Linked DNA regions of Anser cygnoides: all the other regions are linked to region 2. Evidence: chromatin contacts called from public Hi-C data. All regions are on one chromosome and are shown on one strand. The core of a region is the stretch at or near the end of the contact, and the rest is flanking DNA. Distances in the headings are between cores, read along the strand shown. Region 1 holds the start of CBR4 (carbonyl reductase 4). Region 2 holds the start of LOC106032340 (tripartite motif-containing protein 59-like). Region 3 holds the start of SH3RF1 (SH3 domain containing ring finger 1).

Region 1 (4,585 bases), core at 1,029-3,528, 300 kb before region 2:
GATGGAGAAAATTGAATGTTGGGAATTGAGTTCCTTGAAAGTGCTCCAAGTGTTACTGTATATGTTTCGGGCTGCAAAATGGGTAACAGCTGTAAAGAATATTGTCTTTGACATTTCCTATAATACTGGTGAAGATAAAGGAGGTGAGCAGTGTATGAGATATGAGTGATTGTCACTATCACTATCACAGTTGCTATTTATTATGGACCATGTTCAACACTCATTACTGGCAAATCATCAGCTGAAGTTCTGCCAGAAGTCCTTATGGTTAGGATCACATCTATTTGCAGTTGTGACGGGATGACTGCACAGTCCCTTGACTTGCTGTTTTCTGTCAGTAAGTAGATGTGCCACATTAAGCTGGTATTCCTGCACTCAGTAAATCTGTGCCTCGTTAGGGTTAACCTTGAAAACATTTTCATAGTCCTGTAATGAACAATCCCGCTAAAATAGGAGGTTATAAAAATGGCTTAATGCTTGTGGATATGCCTTCAGTTTCCTGCTTCAAACAGCCTTTGGTCTCCTCCTATTCATAAATGTTACAGATTTCTAAGCAGATATTAGGAATCTTGGAAGTATTTCACTTTCATATGTCTCAGGTCTGAGGGCTAATTACTGTGTTCACAGAATAAAGCTTTTGCTTCTGTAAGTTCTTCTTAGTTCTTCTTAGAGCTTATAAAGGGAAGGTAGGTGAAGGATCAAGTCATATTGCTTATTAACAGTTTTACTACTCCTGCAGTGTAGAGCTTTAGTTGTGTTTATCTCATAGAGTTCAGTTCAAATCATTATGCAAAATCTTTCCACATTTATTATCCCTCCTCTTCTTTCTGACTCTGTTCACTCCCTTCTCCCTGTCATCATCTCCCAACATCCCACTTTCTTCCCTTTCCCCAACAAAACAAACCTGACGACACAGTAAATACAGTGCACTGAATAGAAATATGAGTAGACATAGTGAATTTCCAGAAGGCTGTATCACAGGACCAAAGTGGGCAACAATTCAAAGCTGTCCATACCATGAGTGGAGATTCAGTAACTGATATTGTGGTTAGTGATGTATTAGGGCAGGAATAACTTCACATCATAATGACGGAAACCTTGGCTGTTTAGAACTCCTTGCTCGTAGCCCGAATGCAGATTATGAGCTAAAGCCTAGTTATATTTGCTGAGAAATACTTTTCACCAACACCAACAATCGGAGGAATATCCAAAGAGGTTGTTGCATGATAAATTATTGAAATGATAAATTCCTAAAGTGATTGCCATAGATATTATTGTGCAGTGTATATAAGCGCGTAGTGAATGGGAGTGGGGATGACTATGCAAGGCAGAATGAGGAAAGTTAGGACTGTTTTGATATACGGAGAAGTAAAGGCTGATGCCCTCTGTGGCAGTGCCCTCCTTAAGCAAGGAGTCAGATATATCGAGGGAAGTGAGCGACAGCAAGAGAGACAGAGATCGCAGTGGAAATCTCTTGGGTCCGAAGTCCACTGATAGATGGTAGGAGGGGCCAGTGCCTGGGATGGGGCTGGAGTCCCGGCCGGAAGGTCATCCGTGTGGTGTTTCTTGAATAGATCCTTTTACAGAGCGGGTGGTGGTGGTGGTGGTTCTGTTTAATGTGTAATAGCCCTGGAAGGGGAGTGCTCAGTGTGAGCAGCGGTGAGGCAAGCTGCTCCTCGCTGCCTGGGCCAGGGGAAACGCCAGGGCTGGGCTGTGCAAACAGGAGCACAGGCCTCACACTGAGGTGTGAAATAATCCTCCTTGTGGTGGGGAAACCAGTTTAGCCAGGAGGGTATGGAAACACTGGGTGCTGTGCCAGAACGCTGATGGCTTTGTTTTGTGCAAGCTTGAGGGTGGCGGTGTGTATTTTTTTTCTTTGACGTAACTTTTCACTCAGGTACAGTAAGTTTCTCAAGAGTGAAATTTGCTCACGTATTTGTGGAAAAAGTGCATCTAAACAATTGGGGTGTGATAGTGTTCACTCTTACAGCAGAATGAAAATACATTCAGAAATCTTGTATACTCTGGGGGGAAAAAAAGAAAAGATTCAGTAATAAAGATGAGCTAAGACCAAAACCGTGGCCCTTCGGCGACAGCTCCGTGAAGGGGTGTGACTGGGGATAGCGTGCTACGTCGCCAAGCAGCGGGAGGAGCAGGGCCTGTTTCCCCTTCGCACAACCCGTGCTGTTTCCCCCGGCCGCCTAACGCCCCTTCCCCTCGAACTCGTGAGGTGGCGGCGGGGCCCGCCCTGCCACCGTGGCACGGCCACCGCTGCGCGGGGACTACACGTCCCGGCGTGCCCCGCGCCGCCCGGGCGGGCGGCACCCCTACGCGCCGCGGGCTCCATGTTGAGCGGCGGGCCGCGCCGGGAGCCGCGTCGCGGAGCCCCCGCCCTAGCCCGGCGCCGCGCCGCCCCGCCCCGCCCCGAGGAGGTGAGCGCGCAGCCGGGCGCCCGGCAGCCGCCACGGCGCCTCCGCGGCCGGCGGGAGGGAGGGAGGGAGGGAAGGAGGGAAGGAGGGCGCCGGCTGCCGCTGCCCGCAGCGCTGGGGAAGGCATGGCTGCGCGCGGGCGCCCCCTGGCGGCGGCCGTTAGGGGCCGTTAGGGGCCGTTGGGGCGGGGCGAAGAGGGGCGGGGGGGTTCGCAGGGAGGGCGTCCCTTCCCCGGCCGCAGTCAAAACAACAAAAAAAAAATTTAAAAAAGGGCCCGGGGGGAGGGGGGAGCCGGTTGTCCTCGAGGGCCAGGGCGGCGTGGCACGGCCGGTGAGGGGCTGCCCTCGTGCGCCGTCAGGAGCTTGTATATGGTGGCTGCAGGGCGCAAACCGCCCTGGTGCGTGAGGGAGGCTTTTTTCCCTGCAGTTACCTGACCAGGGAATGTCGTGTTATTCATCCTACTGCGTGTTTTTTTTTTTTTTCCAAGTCAAACTCCAAATAAGCTGTATGGCTTTTTTTGTCTTAAAACACAGATTGTATGTTGTTTTGTTGCAACTAGGCTTACGTGCTCCCCCTGTGACTACCTGGTTAATGCACGAAGTGACTGAGTATTTCTGAAAACACTACAGTCACTGGGCTTTTCCCTTTCTCACAGAGAACAGGAAGGGCAGAATGATAGATTTTAGAGGCAGTTTCCTCAGCCCAGAACAATTCATGGCACCTTTATTTGCACCAATAGCTTTTGGGGCCCTGTACGCCTAAGCATGTTCAGAGAAAGGAACATACATACAGGTCTGAAAGCATTTATAAACAGCATGTGTTGGCTCACTGTAGCTAACCCCAGAACTGATTTTGAAGAGCTGCAGAGGTACCTTACACTGATTAAGGCAACACTCAAAATTTGCTGTGAGTTTTTTCACACTTATGAATATCCTTCAGAGCTCAACTGGGCAAGGCCCTGAGTGACGTGACCTAAGCTGACATTGCTTTGGGTGGAGGAGTTAGACAAGATGACTTCCAAAGATCCTTTCCAACCTGTATTATTCCAGGTTTTGAATAAAAATAAGAGAGTAGATATGTTCAGTGCTGGTAAGAACAAAATATGGAGGAAGAAAAATCCTAGTACCACATTGTTGCAACAATCAGGCAAGAAATTCCAAGAGCCTATGTGGATAGTTCTGCAAAAGAATAGATCCGTCATGATGGACAAGGAATTGCCTTCACACAGCAAGTCTTTTTGTACGTGTTCTTTTGAAAGGGCCCCCATCTGAGGCACAAGTACTTAGTCCTCTTCCTGCTCCTAGGAGGCCAATTTAAATTTACCAGCTGGGAAGGGGATGCATGGTTTGATTCCAGGCACCTGGGTTTACTTTCTATTATAGAATAGGACAGACTGCTCCTTCAGAAAGGTTTTGGTCACAGAAGACCAAAATCGTTATGGCATTGTATGAGTTGACTGTGTTCATCGTTCATGTATGTTTAATACTGTTTGTGATTATCACACGTCAAAAGGGTATAATAGAACTAAATAAGACAAAGGGTAGGGTGACAGGATTAGTGAGCTTGGGCAGTCTTTTATTGTCTTCCACAGGTGTGAGAGTAGCTAAGTAAACCTGGAAGAGGATATAGGAAGAAAGGTAATATGCAGAAGTGTACGTAGTCTCAAGTTGTGAGCAGAAAGGGGAAGATATGAGGAGAAAAGCAGAGTATTCACTAATCAGAAAGAAATTTAAGAACAAAAGGAAGTACTTTTCCACAAATAATGAAACTCGTTGCCTTAGGACGTTATAGAGACAAAGTGTGATTAAATTCAAAAAGGATTTATTCAAATGTATGGAAAAGAGGTTCATTACTATTACTTGCATTCTGCCTCTAGCTCAGGAAGTCCCTAAACAGCTGATTGGGCTCTGGAGGTTGCCGAATAGAAGTCCTCCATTCTATGGGAGCACTTTCATCTTACAGTCCTGCCTAGACATCTAAGCTAGTTATTTCAGAGTCATTTCACATCTCAAAAAGCATTTTCTTTCTTTAAAAGTAGAAGCAAAAAAAATAAATAAATAAAGCTAAGGCTAGTGGTTAAGCATAGCTTTAGTAACTTAGTATCTTAGCATTAACCTGGTATAAATATATCAAGTCATATATAAAACATATTACCA
Region 2 (4,254 bases), core at 459-2,958:
CCTTACCACACTATATTATCACTAAATCTTACACAAAAACTGTTGTGCAAAGGCTCTTTTTCCCTTGTTTCCTGAATGACAGGCAATTGGTGGTTGGAAAGAGGAACAGGAAGGAAATCAGTGCAAAAACAACTCATAGCTTAATGGACAGTCAGTGCTGTTCTTCAACTTATAACAACCAAATCATCCCTTTCCACCAATATGGTCTCCACGAAAACATATGCTTTATAAAACTAAGAAGCGTTTCTAAGTAAGTGATTATTTACAGCAAACAGAAAAATCTACTACACTACTACCTTGAAGTTTCTAGTTAGTAGACTGTAAGTCCTACATGTTCTACATCATCTTCCACACCATTGTTTCCAATTAGTTCATTACCTATACATGAAGCAATGCCTCAACAACATACCTTCACTTTCTGCCTTTCTTGAAAAGGTAAACTACTTTTTTCTTTTCCAGTTCTAGCCCTGGCCAGTAAAAAAAAAAAAACAGTGGCTTCAAATAACGTGGGGCTTAGTTTCTAAGCCATGACAGCCCCTACACCTATCACTCTTCATCACCGTCTTGCGATTCTGTTTCAGTTACCCAACTTGCATAGGGCAAGGATGGCTCACTCTACCATAATGCTGGTTACCTTGGCAAAAATCACAACTGTTGCTGCCACTACAAACAAACAGGCCAGGCAGTTGTTTTCACGTAAACATAAGTGCATTTTGGTTTTACTTTTATTGTAAGTTACCTAAACCATCTATTTCTGAATGTGTAATTATTACCTATTACCCCAAATAGACACGTCAGCTCAAAGAGCCTATGAAGGAAGTATCTGTGGGTGTGTTTTTTTTTTTGTTTTCTTTAAACAGAGCTAGCATCTTGCAGAAGCCTGAAAAACTGGATCCAGGCATGCCATAAGCTCTTGGCATGAGCGTGTTGTTTTCCGGCACAGACTGTCAGCCTCTATACACGCACAAAGGAGTCCCAAGTGCCAAGGTATTCTAAGCAAGGGAGCTGCCTGGTGTCGCGCAGCCGGGACCCCGCGCAGAGCCGAGCGCTTACTTTCTCCTCCTGGAACACCGTGTCTATGAGGTTGACGGAGTGGAAGATGCCTTGGTGCTCCTCAGACACGCACTGCCCGCACCCGGCGCGGCGGCACATGCGGCAGTAGAGCTGCACCAGCCGGCCCGGGTGCTTCTGGCAGGTGCCCCTCAGCACCAGCGGGCCCTGCCCCGGCCCCTGGCCCTGCTCGGGCTCCCCGGCCGCGCCGGAGCGGTAGAGCTTCACCACCTCCGCCAGCGTGGTGTTGACGGGCAGCGCGGCCGCGCCGCCGCGGGGCAGCGGGCTGAGCTTCCTGCACAGCGGGCACGGCACCCGGCCCCCGCCGCCGCCGCCCGGCCCCGGCCCGCCCCGGGAGAGCCGGGCCTGGCCCTGGCCCTGCCCCGGCCCCTGCCCCCGCTGCTGGTGCTGCGCCGAGGCCAGGCACTCGAGCACGCAGCCCCGGCAGAAGTTGTGCGAGCAGAGCGGCAGCGTCACCGGCTCCTCGAAGAGGGACAGGCACACGGCACACGTCAGGCTGGCCTCCATCTGCGGCGGCAGGACGAGGCTCCGCCGCCCCAGCCCCGTCCCGCTCCCCCGAACCCCGCGCCGGCCGCGGCAGCCTGATCCCACCCGTCCCGAGCTCCAGGCGCTGCCTCCAGCCGGCCGGAAAATGGAACCCGGCAGCGGCGGGGGGGCGGGACATCGAGAGACGCGGTGGCGGTTGGCGGACGCGAGAGATTGACAAGGCTGACTTCCAGTCAGAACGGGGCGCGGCTGCCGGGGGGCTAGCCGTGGGCGGGGCGGAGGGAGCCGGGGCGCCTGGCGGGCCCTAGCGCCGCCGCCGCCATTTTGTGGGCGCTCTCCTCAGCGGAGCCCCGGCTGTGGGCGCTGAGGGGAGGCCGATATGCGGGGCACACCGCGTGAGGGAGAGGTTGGCACTTGTGAGGTGTTCCTACTCCTCCCTGCAAGTATGCGGAGTTAAAGCGGTGTTAGAGCTCCGCAGCGGTGAGACATGACTGTTATTAACTACCTGCGACTACAGTTCCAAAACCAGAGTGTAACTTAAGTTTAGGGCAAAACCATAGTATAAGTTTGGAGTGATAACATATAGGCATAGCGTACATCTCTGTCTTGTTCTAGGACTTAGTTAACTTTCCTCATAGGTCCTTTCCACCTAGAGTTCTGGCTCAACAATTTTCTACTTCAAAAATTTTGAGTTCTGTCAACTCAAGAGGGACCCAACTAAAATTTCAAATTTATTGTAAGCTGGCAGTTTTGTAGCCTAAAGTCAGTATTTGTAAAAAAACAAGGTACACTAAAAATACATTATTTTCCGAGGGGAAAGACGTAGGTGCAAACAGCATGAAAACAAACATATTTATATACTTTCATAGCAGTGCTTTATTCAGTCATACTGAGCCAGACTGGCAGAAAGTCACAGTACCTGTTTTAAATCAAAGGTTTATGTCAAGCCGGAAACTTTGAAATGCAGGCAAAAAAAATGAAACAAAACAGCACAATGACTTTAGTGTAATATTACCTCATTTACGCTTGCTTATAAATCCCTTACGTAAGAGACTGACAAGAGATACAAATAGGCTAGAAGGTACAGTTGATAGACTGAATAGGCTCAAAATATTTTAGGAAGTGTTATGTTTTCCTTTGGGATGATGACTTGAGACAGGGCTCTGCCACCTTTATTCACTTCAGTATGAGTTGTCACAAAATGTTCTCAAACTACGTTTGCTGGGGTTCAGGAGCACTGTATCTTTGAACCTCGTTTGGAGGTGAAGTGTTACCCATTATTAGCCAGCTCACGAATTACACCATAAGAGACACCCTAGGAATACCTCAGCACCCCGAATATCCATATTCAATTAATGATTTAAATGACAGTGATGCAAATGGAATTGCAAAATGGAATCATTCGGCATGCTGAGTCAGTTTGCAGAAGGCCATGCCATGTTTCCTCTTCCAGTGATCTTCAGTGCATGGCACTAAATCAAGAATACTTGGTTCTAAGTTTTTTTTAGTTTCAAACAGAAAAAGGGAAATGCATTAAGTATGTGTGCTAAATGAAAAAGAATACAAAAGTATTCTTCAGTGAGTGACTGATAATAGACTGGGACAGATGCTTAGCTTGAAAGCAGCTAAAACTACTGTTTGAGAGCATAAAATCTGAGCTTTAAGAAGAGGGGGAAAAAACATTTAAAGGAGGAAATCTGTCTGCTAAAAGTAAACAAAGTAAAATGTTTTTTCTCTCCAAAATAGCAGTGAGTAGGTTCTTCGGCATCTATTGTCTAAGGTATGGGATGTTGCAAGTCTAAATGATAAATATATGCTTACATAAAGTTCTTTTACTAGTTCTTCCATTAATTTACATTTAATTATAGTAACAGAAATATTAGGCAGAAATAGAGAGAAAGCTGTGTTCCTGACAATGTTTGTTTACATATTTTTTCCGGCTCAAGAAAGATTTAAAATTAACAAATGTATAGCACTGATTTTTCTATTATATTGTGTAGATTAAGTATCTCTTACAGTGTGTTGTGTACAGCTTCAATTTCCATTTAAAATAGATTTATACAGCCTTCAAAATCCATCATCTTCTTCATTAATAGTCTTCAGCATCACCAGCACAGATAGCAAGTAAAGCACTCTCATAGTGCCCTGAAGCAAAATGCTGCAAGAGAAAAAATTCTGACTGTACTTATTTTTTCTTCTGTTTGTGTGTGACCAAGACTAGAGTGAAGTGTGACAAAGACTAGAGTGAAGTTATAATGTTTTCTAAAATATTACAGTGTTTTTATAAGGATTCCGGGCCAAGATTTTTTAATTTCACATAACTCAGGCTTTGGTTGCTTGGGCACCTACAAGCAATCCACCTTTGAAAAGTCCAATCAATTCAGTTTAATGCTTCTCAAGTTCAATACCAAAAAATCACGAGCAACTTCTTACAGCTACTGCACATCTTACAATTGGAGTTTAGCAACAAGGAAAATGCAAAGCATCTTAGCAAGAGTCATTTTTGTACAATTCAGCAGTCTGAAAAGGTATGATTTACGGTATGAAGCAAGAGTACAAGAGGAAAAGTTTTTCTGAAGGACGACACCTGAACTCCCAGGATAAGACCAGAAAAGGATAACAACAGTCTGGTATTAGTGTAACCTTGCAGGACAGTGCAAAAGAAGATGGTATCGATTAGTGTAAGAAACCTTTCAT
Region 3 (4,326 bases), core at 767-3,266, 400 kb before region 2:
CTCCTTTATCCAGTGGCTGACCGATGAAGAGAAACAGCATACACTGGAGAGAAAAGAAAAAAGTTTGTACCTGAAAACTAACTTTCAGAATACACAAAAATGTGTAAAAAGTTTTCACAAAAACAAAAATAATTAAAATCATAATTGTAGAAATCTGGTGATCAAGTAACGGGAGGGCCTCATACCACAAATCTGTGTTTTTAATGGTTCTCCGCCCTGCGCAACCTCTCCTTTGCATCAGCTAGGTCCCTGCACAACTGGTACTAAGTAATGAACTGTACATAACAACGGAAGGGTTTCAAGAAGGAAGGTCTCCTCGTGTAAAACTGTGCAAAGTGTGCAGTTCCCTGCTTGTGGCAGGAGCAGAAATGAACGAATGCTTAAATATAACAGGAATTCTGTTCCTTTCAGTCCTGGCGTCAGCCTAGCGCAGCCACGCAGAGTCAAAACACTTCATCCATAAGAGGGCAGTGGCGTACATCGGCATGCACACCCACGATTTTTTACACAGATTATGTTTGTTTGAAAATTAACTACTGCTGCTGCTCGGGAAGTAACATATTTATCTGACACTCTTCGGAATGTTTACTGCTCTGGCTAGTATACTAAAACATATTTAATATTTTACAGACTTTACAGAAAACATTCTCAGAGACTAACCTTGATAAAGGGCTAATCTTTTTATCCTGCTTCCCTGAACTTTCATCTTGCTTTTCTGGTCCACCACCTGTAACGTAAATGCCTTTACTGTTTGAGTAGATATTTTACATTCCTTAGGCAACAAACTGAGTTCAGACAACAATAATTGCGTCACTTACAAAAGCATGCTGTGCTGTAAAGGCTGGTAAACCATTGCCCTGCAAACGTGATGAGATCTTGAGAAGCTATGGCCAGAAGCGACAATTAATTGTGAGAAGCACTTCTGCATAGATTCAACAAGCGAGTAGCTCAAACGTACTGCTCATTCCTTCTGTAGCAGCAGTGCTTGCACAGCAAGAGAGAGGAATACTGCGAGACACAGGAATATTCCCAAGTATCAAATGTTCATACCCTTCTCCTCTATTTATGTTACAATACTCCCTGCAAAGCGCAGACATAGACCAGAACCCCATCTGCATCAGTTTTCCTAAACTCCAGAATTTATGGGGGAGGAGGCCTTATTCCTTAATGAACTGTAGATATTTATAACTTTTACTATTCCTACTAATAAAAAGCAGTTAAAGACGTATTTGGCCTGTGCACATATATTTGGAAATCCTAACATTTGCAGAATATCACTTCTGCAGGGAACAACCCAGCTAACAAACAAAACAGCTAAGCCTACCACACAATCTACTGACACGAACCTTCACGACCTACAAAAAACCGCTTTTTATATGCACATAACTTTCAGAAGGATTGGCAACAAGCTGGAATGGCTAACCTGAGCCGCTCAGAACAACATACGGGGAGGCTTTCTGGTTATTTCCCCTCGGAGCTGCAAGCAGAGGCGATGTTTAATTGGAGCCCCTGTACGAACTTGGGCATTTGGCCAGGCACCACCACAGGCAGGGTGCCACACCTGGTTCAAAAAGCGACTTCTTACAACTCCTTTTGGCCGTTTTACCATCAGTTCACGCCTGCGTGAGGGTTCACGTCTTTATTTATGAGCTGCCTCGCAGCGAACCGCCTCACGAAGGATAACCTCAGCGGGGGCTGTCAGGGGCACTTTCTGCCCCCACTCGGCGGCTCAGGGGGTGCCACCCGCAGACAAGCGGCCGGACAGGCCCTCCTCCTCCTCCTCCTCCTCCTCCTCCTCCTCTTCTTCTTCCTCCTCCTCCTCCTCACAGCCGCGGGCCCCAGCTCGGGCCCCGGCCGAGGCCGCACTTGGCGGGCCCCAAGGGGCGGCCATCACGGCGCGGCCCCACCCGGGCGGGGAGGCGCCGCGGCTGAGGGGAGGCGGCTCACACCGAGCCGGGCCGGGCTGGGGGCCGCCCTCCCCGCCGCCCTCCCCTCGGCCTCGGCGGGGCGGTGCCGCCCCCCGCGTCAGCCCTGCGCGGCGGGGCGGGGAAGGGAGAGGAGGGAAGGGAAGGCGAGGGAGGGGACGGCAGCCTTGGCGCTGCCGCGGCGGGAGAGGCACCGGTGGCGGCTCCCGGGAACAAAGCGGGGCCCCTGGGGCCGGCGGCGGCGCCCCACGGTGAGGCACGGGCTCGGGGGGGCACTGGGTCCGCCGGCGGGGCGGGGGGGGGCGGTGGGTCGCCCCCCGCCATGGGGCCGTGACAGACGCGGGCGGCTGCCGTACCCGCTCCTGGGGAGGGGGTGTGGGGGGGGAAGAATCCAAATTTCTAATTTTTTTTTAAATATATTCTTTTTTTTTTCGGCCCGAGCTGCGGTTTAAGGACCTCCGCCTTTTCCTCGTGGCAAAAAAAGGAAAAAAAAAAAAAAGCTTCTGGCAGATAAACGCCCGGGGGTACAGATGTGAGAGGCGAGAGCCGTGAAAAACGAGCGTTGTTCGTGTGGTGCGGGGCAGCTCCCGTGTGGGAGCGAGCTGAGGGCACGGCTGCGGGGAATAAAAGTGCTCGAGAACTTGGATTTAAAACCCCTAGCCCTCCTTATTTATTACAGTACTTCAAGTAAACAGATACGTGAATGTACATCACGACTATTACTTATTGCTGTTGTGATTTTTCTCCCATCTGTTGAAAGCTGAACGCTGAATTAAAGTAGACGTGTTTTATTTTGCGCCTTGTAGGAATATCTCCAGATGAAATAGTCCCAGTGACTCTTTTCTCAGCTTCCTAATGCCTTTTTCCCTCAAAACATTTCAGAGCACGGCCAGGAGAGGAATGGATGTAACATGATAGCCTTGGAGCGCTCAAAACACCCAAATTCTGCGAAGATTTGTTTTTTCGGTTAAGTGATACGAAGAAAATGGATGAATCAGCTCTGCTGGATCTGCTGGAGTGCCCTGTGTGCCTAGAGCGCCTTGATGCTTCTGCCAAAGTCCTGCCCTGCCAGCACACCTTCTGCAAGCGCTGTCTGCTGGGCATCGTCAGCTCTCGAAATGAGCTTCGGTGCCCCGAGTGCAGGACTTTGGTGGACTGCGGCGTTGATGAGCTCCCCAGTAATATTTTGCTTGTCAGACTACTGGATGGCATCAAGCAGAGGCCTCGGAAACCTGGCACCGGCGGTGGGACGGGTGGCACAAACGCTTTAAGGGTCCCGATTACCACTGTTGCTAGTTGTGGCTCGAAGGAGCTGCCGAGCTCGCAAGTTGGACAGCAGCAAAGGGTGCAAGCGCGGAGCCCTCCTGTTCGGGTGAGTACCGAGTCCTGTTGCCATCTCTTCCCTCGCTGGTTCAAAACAGTTGATGTCCCTTGCTTCAGGATAAGGGCAGGCAGTAAGTATGGCAAAACGAGTTATTCTGGAGAATTGTGGATGTCTAGCAGACACACATTAGTATTCTTATCAGTATTGGTTTACTGCTATGTAAATACCAATAAGCTAGGGATAATACTTTCTTATTAGAGACTCTATTTTGTTTCCTGCACTTTCTGTAATGATTCTAATTATCAGTAAACTTCCTCTAGATATAGTGAATGTTAAACATGAGCAAGGAAGTTATGTTCTTGTTGAAGTCAATGAAAGTTTGTTTATACTTTCAGTCCTTGCCCTTTACTTTGAAGAAAAAATAAAATTATTCTTTTGAAGTGATTAGAAAATCCACGTGCTGTGATAGGAAAACATTCTTATGTCTGTGTTCATGTTCCTTCCTGGGATCCATGCAACCTGTAGACTCCACTGTGCTTTATAATCATTTATGATGATCTATTCTAGAGCCCTTATCAGGAAATACCAGTTTATGAGATGACTGACCTTTCTTTGTTTTGTCTAATGACAAGGTAGATTGGCTTCTCTAAAAGATCTTGCTGCCCATTTAGGATTCTTGCCTCTTTTGAATTCCTGCATGAAAATTAAACAAAATTACAAAATGACTTAGGATGTTTCTCTAAACCTCACAAGAAGAAAATCATAAGTTCCAAGGAGAGGGCTTAAATGTGCATTTGACAAGACTAGTCTTTATTTTAAGATATACCTGAATGGTAAGTAAACTAAATCAAATGAAGGAAACCTTATGCTTATTCGTCTTGAGAAGTATTTATATGTTTAGAATCTGTCTCAAACATCTTAGATACGCATCTTAAGTTCGCATTGTTTTCTCTGCTTGGTAATCTCATTAGGTTCTTTTCTCTAGAATAAATAAATAATGATAATGCCACATCCTGTTAATGAGTTTTGTTCTGTGTATATATACTGATTGGTAAGGGGGGGAGATGATGTATTTTT

Evidence for each region. A called contact is a pair of places that touch in the nucleus more often than the background predicts.
Region 1: a contact with region 2 is called in a Hi-C map of liver, with 13 times the contacts expected there. The contact joins the promoter of CBR4 here to the promoter of LOC106032340 in region 2. A contact is called at or near these places in 3 of 7 Hi-C or Micro-C datasets (granulosa cells and liver).
Region 3: a Hi-C map of liver shows a contact between it and region 2, with 2.3 times the contacts expected there. The contact joins the promoter of SH3RF1 here to the promoter of LOC106032340 in region 2. A contact is called at or near these places in 3 of 7 Hi-C or Micro-C datasets (granulosa cells and liver).

What each region holds. Positions count from the first base shown.
Region 1 is chr4:53,299,000-53,303,584 of Taihu_goose_T2T_genome, reverse strand. It overlaps CBR4 (carbonyl reductase 4), which reads left to right and starts at 2,278. Exons shown (of 6, transcript XM_066996769.1): 1 at 2,278-2,432. The coding sequence starts at 2,346.
Region 2 is chr4:53,001,023-53,005,276 of Taihu_goose_T2T_genome, reverse strand. It overlaps LOC106032340 (tripartite motif-containing protein 59-like), which reads right to left and starts at 1,708. Exons shown (of 9, transcript XM_066996753.1): 1 at 1,054-1,708. The coding sequence starts at 1,578. It overlaps LOC136790823 (a long non-coding RNA gene), which reads left to right and starts at 1,698. Exons shown (of 3, transcript XR_010831523.1): 1 at 1,698-2,037. It overlaps ANXA10 (annexin A10), which reads right to left. Exons shown (of 12, transcript XM_066996768.1): 12 at 3,590-3,715. The coding sequence ends at 3,647.
Region 3 is chr4:53,397,605-53,401,930 of Taihu_goose_T2T_genome, reverse strand. It overlaps SH3RF1 (SH3 domain containing ring finger 1), which reads left to right and starts at 2,016. Exons shown (of 13, transcript XM_048076229.2): 1 at 2,016-2,176; 2 at 2,808-3,297. The coding sequence starts at 2,911. LOC125184319 (a long non-coding RNA gene) reads right to left here and starts at 1,983. Exons shown (of 5, transcript XR_010831521.1): 1 at 819-1,983; 2 at 661-742; 3 at 1-43.